2 separate regions of the Mus musculus genome follow, and region 1 is linked to region 2. The links are chromatin contacts, called in public Hi-C maps. All regions are on one chromosome and are shown on one strand. The core of a region is the stretch at or near the end of the contact, and the rest is flanking DNA. Distances in the headings are between cores, read along the strand shown. Region 1 has its middle 62 kb from the start of Gm36076. Region 2 overlaps Ldb2 (LIM domain binding 2).

Region 1 (2,700 bases), core at 110-2,609, 270 kb before region 2:
ATGGGTGGGGCTCAGCTGGCCTTGGCCTTTCTCAGAAATGTAGACACATCTAATCCCACACTCCAATGCTGTGAGCCGACCTCTTAGAAGGCTCCTGGCAGCATTTCAGCTTCTCGGTAAGATGGAAACTTATTAGAAGGGAATTATTCTAGTGTCTTCAGACACACAGCCTTCCTGATACACATCTCGCCCCTGACAGCAGACTAACAAGACACATTTGTTAGCATTTGTGTTCCAGAGAATCAGCAGAGACTTCCCTGCCCTTTTGTCCCAGCCTCAGAGGGAGATGGGCTCAGTGAACAGCAAGATTCAGGTATTTCATTTCACAAATTTGAGTGGAAGATGAGGTGCCATGCGTTCTATAGAATGCACTATGCCAGCCAAGACCCCATGTGGGGTAGAGCTTACAGTGTCCAACTCACAGTAGGTACACAAGAAATCAAGCCTGTTTAAAATCTATATTGGTAGAATACAACTGCCTATAGAATTTATAGCTGGACAGACAAAGAAATAAAAAGATCAAAAACTGATAACTAGGCAACTGATCCAGCAGCCATATCCCCAGTTGACATGCACACACACACACACACACACACACACACACACATACACACAAATAAATAAATGCACATGTCCCCAAGAGCTACACACAAGAAAACCACTTAGGAAGCTTAGCTCTTCTTTCAGAAGCTATTGTTACAAGCTTAGTTTTCTGATTCCCTATTTTGGTAGCACATTAGAAGCAGCAATTTTAAAAGGCCAGAGCTTGCTGCAAGCAGGAGGAGAAGCAGTGGGTGGAGGTGACCCAGCCATCCAGAGAGTAGGAGAGAGGCAATTAGAATAATCTGCCTGCGGGATTCAGACACCAGAGAACTTCAGGGGAGTTTGAAATATGTTAGCAGTCTGAGATCAACATCTCTGTGTGCTGGAAGGGGTTTGAATTCCTGGGTCCTATTTTATCCAGGCACGTTTAAGAGCCTCGGTTACAGCCTTAAAGAAAAAAGGAAAGTGGAGAAGAAAAAGAGGGAGAGGGATGGAGAAATGGAGGGAGAGAAGGAGAGATGGGAAAGAAGAAAGAAGTGGGGGAAGAGACAATGAAGAAGGTTAAACAGGCAGGGCTACTACCCACTATTCTATCCGCTCAGGGAATGTTTCTGAAGAGGAGAGAGAAAAGGTCAGAGCAGATGAGAATGAGCTGTAAAATGCTGTTTTCTGGACATGACGTGGCCCTTGCATTTATGAATTCCATGTCATTTGTGACTGCTCCCACAAGATCAAGCCAGTCAGAATGCTGACCTAGATGGAGGAGGTGTTCTCCAGGCTCCTCGCCTATGCGTGGAGCTGGTGGCAGCTGAGAGTTGCTGGGGGAGGAAGTAACTGTGAGGCAATTCCTCTGGGAGGATACCCACACTTTTGGATGCTCCTTACCCATGCACATGTGGGCAGCTCTAACTGGACTTGGTGGGTTGTTAAAGTAAAATGAAAGACATTAAAACTGGAGAAGGATATGTGAGGTGATGGGGAGAATTGGAGGAGAGATATGGGGATGAATATAATATTTCATCGTATAAATGTATCAATTCTCAAATAACAATTTTAATTCTAATTAAAAACAAAGTACTAGAGGTCCAGTCTTTACAGGAAGAAACATGGGCATCCAAGATCTTTTGGGGAAAAAAGGATTAAAATGTTGAACTGTTGACATTTTAAGGGAGTGGTTCATTATTTGGACTGTTTCCTGAGAATGCTTTTGCCAGTTTCTTCAATGCCAGGTAAAGAAATCCCCACTGTGCTCTCACTGTGTTTGAGAATTCTTAGAGTTAAATACCAAAAGGAAATACTTTAGCTTATTAACAATGGTTAATAGGGTCCATGGATCTTTTTGTAAAGATGTTAACATTTTACATTTTTGCTTATGTTCTTTTTGTAAACAGTTTTCACTGGTATTTGTTGCTGCTGCCCTACTGTTCATTTGTTTGTTTGTTTGTTTGCTTGTTTGAATTATTTGGGTTTTTTTTTTTTTTTTTTGGTTTAGTTTTTGAAACAGGTTCTCCCACAGACAAGGCTGGCCTTAGCTCACTATGTCATCAAATCTAACCTTAAACCCTTGATCTAACCACTTCCAACTCAGAAGTGGGAGGACTGATTGCCATTTTGAGTACTAAATATTAATTTCCATTTGCTACTATAATGAACTGACACTAACTCACTATCATGGCTTACACAGATTTATTGTTCTAGAAGCTCTGGAAGTGTGATACTGTCTGAAAGACGTGGTTGAGATACCAGCAGGGTTGGCTCCTCATACGCCTAAGGGGGAATCCATTCACTTGCTTTTCCCAGCTCCTAGTGAGTTTCTATAGTCTCTGATCCATGATTGTCCCTCCATCCTCAAAGCCAGCCATGGATCATCTTCCAGTTTCTCCATCTCTCCTAGGATTCCTATAGTTGTATCACCTTTTCCTCTTCAGCCATGAAGTCTCAATCTACCTCCCATAAGGACACTATGGTCTGGGCCTTGTGATGCGGCATGTGTTTATCATATTAATTTAGGAGGATGGACCAATCTGGGCTACAGAGTCAGGTTAAGCCAGCCCAGTCTACAGAGTGTGATTTTACTTCAAACAACAAATACAAAAAGACATCACTGGCAACAGAATATGTTAAGCCAATCTGATCATCCAGGATAGCCTTTTCATC
Region 2 (2,700 bases), core at 80-2,579:
TTTGTAAACTCTCAGGACTGATGGATATACTCATTGAGAGGCTCCCTCAGTTTCTTCATAACAGTGACATTAGTCTTTTCAAGAGCAGAGTGTGGCCTCTCTCACATCTGAAAGGCAACCTGAGACAGAACAGATTAGAAATGTAGCTCAAGGTTTGGCTCCTGGCAAGAGAGCTGTCACTGTCTTACTACTCTTCCTCGCCTAGCAGCACCAGCACTGGGAAAGCCAGGGGTGTGGTGCACACGCATTGCAGATCCCTTAAAGACATTCGTCAGGACCAGTGCTAGAGCTGGTAGAGTTCTGAGATATGATGCAGGTGATTTCCCCATTTCTGGGGGTCATTTAACTTTTCTGTCACCTTCTCCGTGTTTTTCTTATGCCTTGACATTCACAGGTACTATGTAATGACAATGCTTACCCAGCAGGTAGACATAGTGTTCAGCAGATTAACCCAGTGTTCATGAAGCTCCCGTATGCCTTCTTTCTCCATCACTTCTGCATCCCAAAGGAAGCTTCCCAACCACACAATGTAGATGGAATAAGGTCCTTTTTGGGTGGGTGGGGGGGCTTCCATTACCACCACATACTGAAAGGAAGGAAGAAAGAGAGAGGGGGGAAGGAATGGAGCGAGATGGAAGGAGAGACAGACAGACAGACAGACAGACAGACAGAGACAGAGAGAGAGAAGGAAAGAAAGAAAGAAAGAAAGAAAGAAAGAAAGAAAGAAAGAAAGAAAGAAAGAAAGAGAGAGAGAAAGACAATGAAACTCTGTTAGAAAACAACTACTGCCTCTTTTGTCAAAATCCAGTGAGGGGGAGATGCCAGCATTGCTCTTGGGCTGGCCTCTGTCCAGGGTTTTGCTCTTTGAGTGCCCTGGAGCTCTCCATGTTTTGGATTTGGCAAAACATTGTACAATTTTCTCCCCAAGGGCCTGTCTCCATAAAAACGGTTCCCCAACAGTAGGTAACGGGAGGGAGCCACAGACAGCACGGAGCCAGAGCTTCAGAAGGCGTCCGCGAAGACAGAAGTCCTCAGATACTTGATTTTTTTTCTCCTAACAGGAGGCAAGGCTCAGGGAATCAGCAGAGAAGGGTTTCTTGAAATGGTAGGAAGCCGCTTTCATTTATATTTATTCTGTCTGCTGCAGCAGCCTGGCTCTTTCCGGAGGCTGAGAAAAAAACTCGTGGGGCTGCAGCTAGGAGAACAGCTACAGGCCCAGGAGTTTACCTCTCCTCTCCATGCTGTTTCACTTGCCTTCTGGCTCTACCCCTGAGCAGCATCCCAGGCCACAGCTGGACTTAGTGAAGTTTCGTTGCCTCATTATTTCTCCGTATGAGCCGGAAGAGGCAAAGGAAAAGCACCCGTATGGTACTGTTCAGCACAGGCTCGTAGTGGAGGTTGCGATAGAACACTGCCTTGTTTCATTGATGGCTATCTCCACTCGTACCTGGGTTGTTTTCTTTATGGTCGGGTGCTAAAACATACTGCCAAAACCTTGGTTGCATAAAGTCAAAGGAACCAACTCCCTTCCAATTCGAGAGGCCAGAAGATTAAAAGCGAGATGCCAATAGGATAGGTTCAGCCCTTCCGGGCTTCTGCGGGGAAACTCTGTCCGGTGATTCTCTGTCAGCTTCTGATGCAGGTTGCGGACAGGTTTGGCGTGCCTTGGTCTCTTACTGTTTCACTGTGAGTGCCCCCGCTGTCTTCACAAGACCCTCTTCCCTGTGCTCTTCCCTCTCTTTCCATTTATAAGGATGCTCCTGTGAAATTAGGACTCACCCTATTCCAAAATGCAGTCATCTTGGTTGGAACTGTTAGTTATAGCTACTATAGTTTGTCTGTATAACATTACAGTTGAAAGCTCCAAGTAGCTACCTCATTTCTGGGCTACTATTGCAACCCTGTGTCCCCTCCTATCCTACCTCAGTGTCCCAGAATAATGCTATCCACATCTGTTTTCCCATTCTCAGCCAGCCTCCAGCCTCTGAAATTTCAAGCATGGGTCTCTGTGAAGTTACTAGACTATCTGCTGCTGTGGCACGGCCAAAGCCTGAATTGATGGAGAGCCAGTCTGCTGTACGGTCCAGGCCCAACTCAGGGTGGAGGCTGTGTGAGGGGAAGCACCCACAGCTCTGTTCTTCCTGCTCCTCTTGGCTCACCTCCTTCCTACCCCACTTCCACAATACAGCTGCTGTCTCCTTTGACAGAGCCTAAAGGGTGAGGTGGGTATGAGAGCTAGACCATGTTTGTCTGGGTGCCTGGGAAGTGTTTGAAGTAGAGACCCTTCTGAGGTCCTGATAGTAAGCATCTCTCTCTCTCTCCCTCCCTCCCTCCCTCCCTCCCCCCCTCTCTCTCCCTCCCTCCCTCCCCCTTCTCCCTCCCTCCCTCCCTCCCTCCCTCCCCCCCTCTCTCCCTCCCTCCCTTTCTCTCTCCCTCTCTCTCTCTCCCTCCCTCCCTTTCTCTCTCTCTCTCTCTCTCTCTCTCTCTCTCTCTCTCTCTCTCTCTCTCTCTCTCTCTCTCTCTATTTCTGGTTCTCAAGATCCATGTTCCCCATCCTGGCCCCACAATCCTTAGGCTCCAGGCTCAGTCTAGTGTCTAGCGCTTATTGGCTTCACAGCAGGCATTCAACCACCCATGCATCCTCCCTGTGCTTATAGTCCAACTGTTTATTATTTCTAAGTTTCTCAGATATAGATTATC

What was found. A called contact is a pair of places that touch in the nucleus more often than the background predicts.
Region 1: a contact with region 2 is called in a Hi-C map of uterus, with 2.2 times the contacts expected there. The contact joins two enhancer-like sites. A contact is called at or near these places in 2 of 484 Hi-C or Micro-C datasets (both in uterus), 2 of 115 datasets of contacts at active chromatin or transcription factors (embryonic stem cells and fibro-adipogenic progenitors) and 1 of 9 other capture datasets (adipose tissue).

The regions. Positions count from the first base shown.
Region 1 is chr5:44,862,195-44,864,894 of GRCm38.p6, reverse strand. No RefSeq gene overlaps it. Among named protein-coding and RNA genes, the nearest start is that of Gm36076, 62 kb to the left of the region's middle. Within about 2 kb of position 1,359, at least 11 of the 459 cell types and tissues checked have an H3K27ac peak or open chromatin away from gene starts, as enhancers often do. A contact at or near this core is called in uterus, where this site is marked.
Region 2 is chr5:44,592,255-44,594,954 of GRCm38.p6, reverse strand. The region is part of intron 2 of Ldb2 (LIM domain binding 2); the gene reads left to right. Among named protein-coding and RNA genes, the nearest start is that of Gm40297, 160 kb to the right of the region's middle. Within about 2 kb of position 1,329, at least 51 of the 459 cell types and tissues checked have an H3K27ac peak or open chromatin away from gene starts, as enhancers often do. A contact at or near this core is called in uterus, where this site is marked.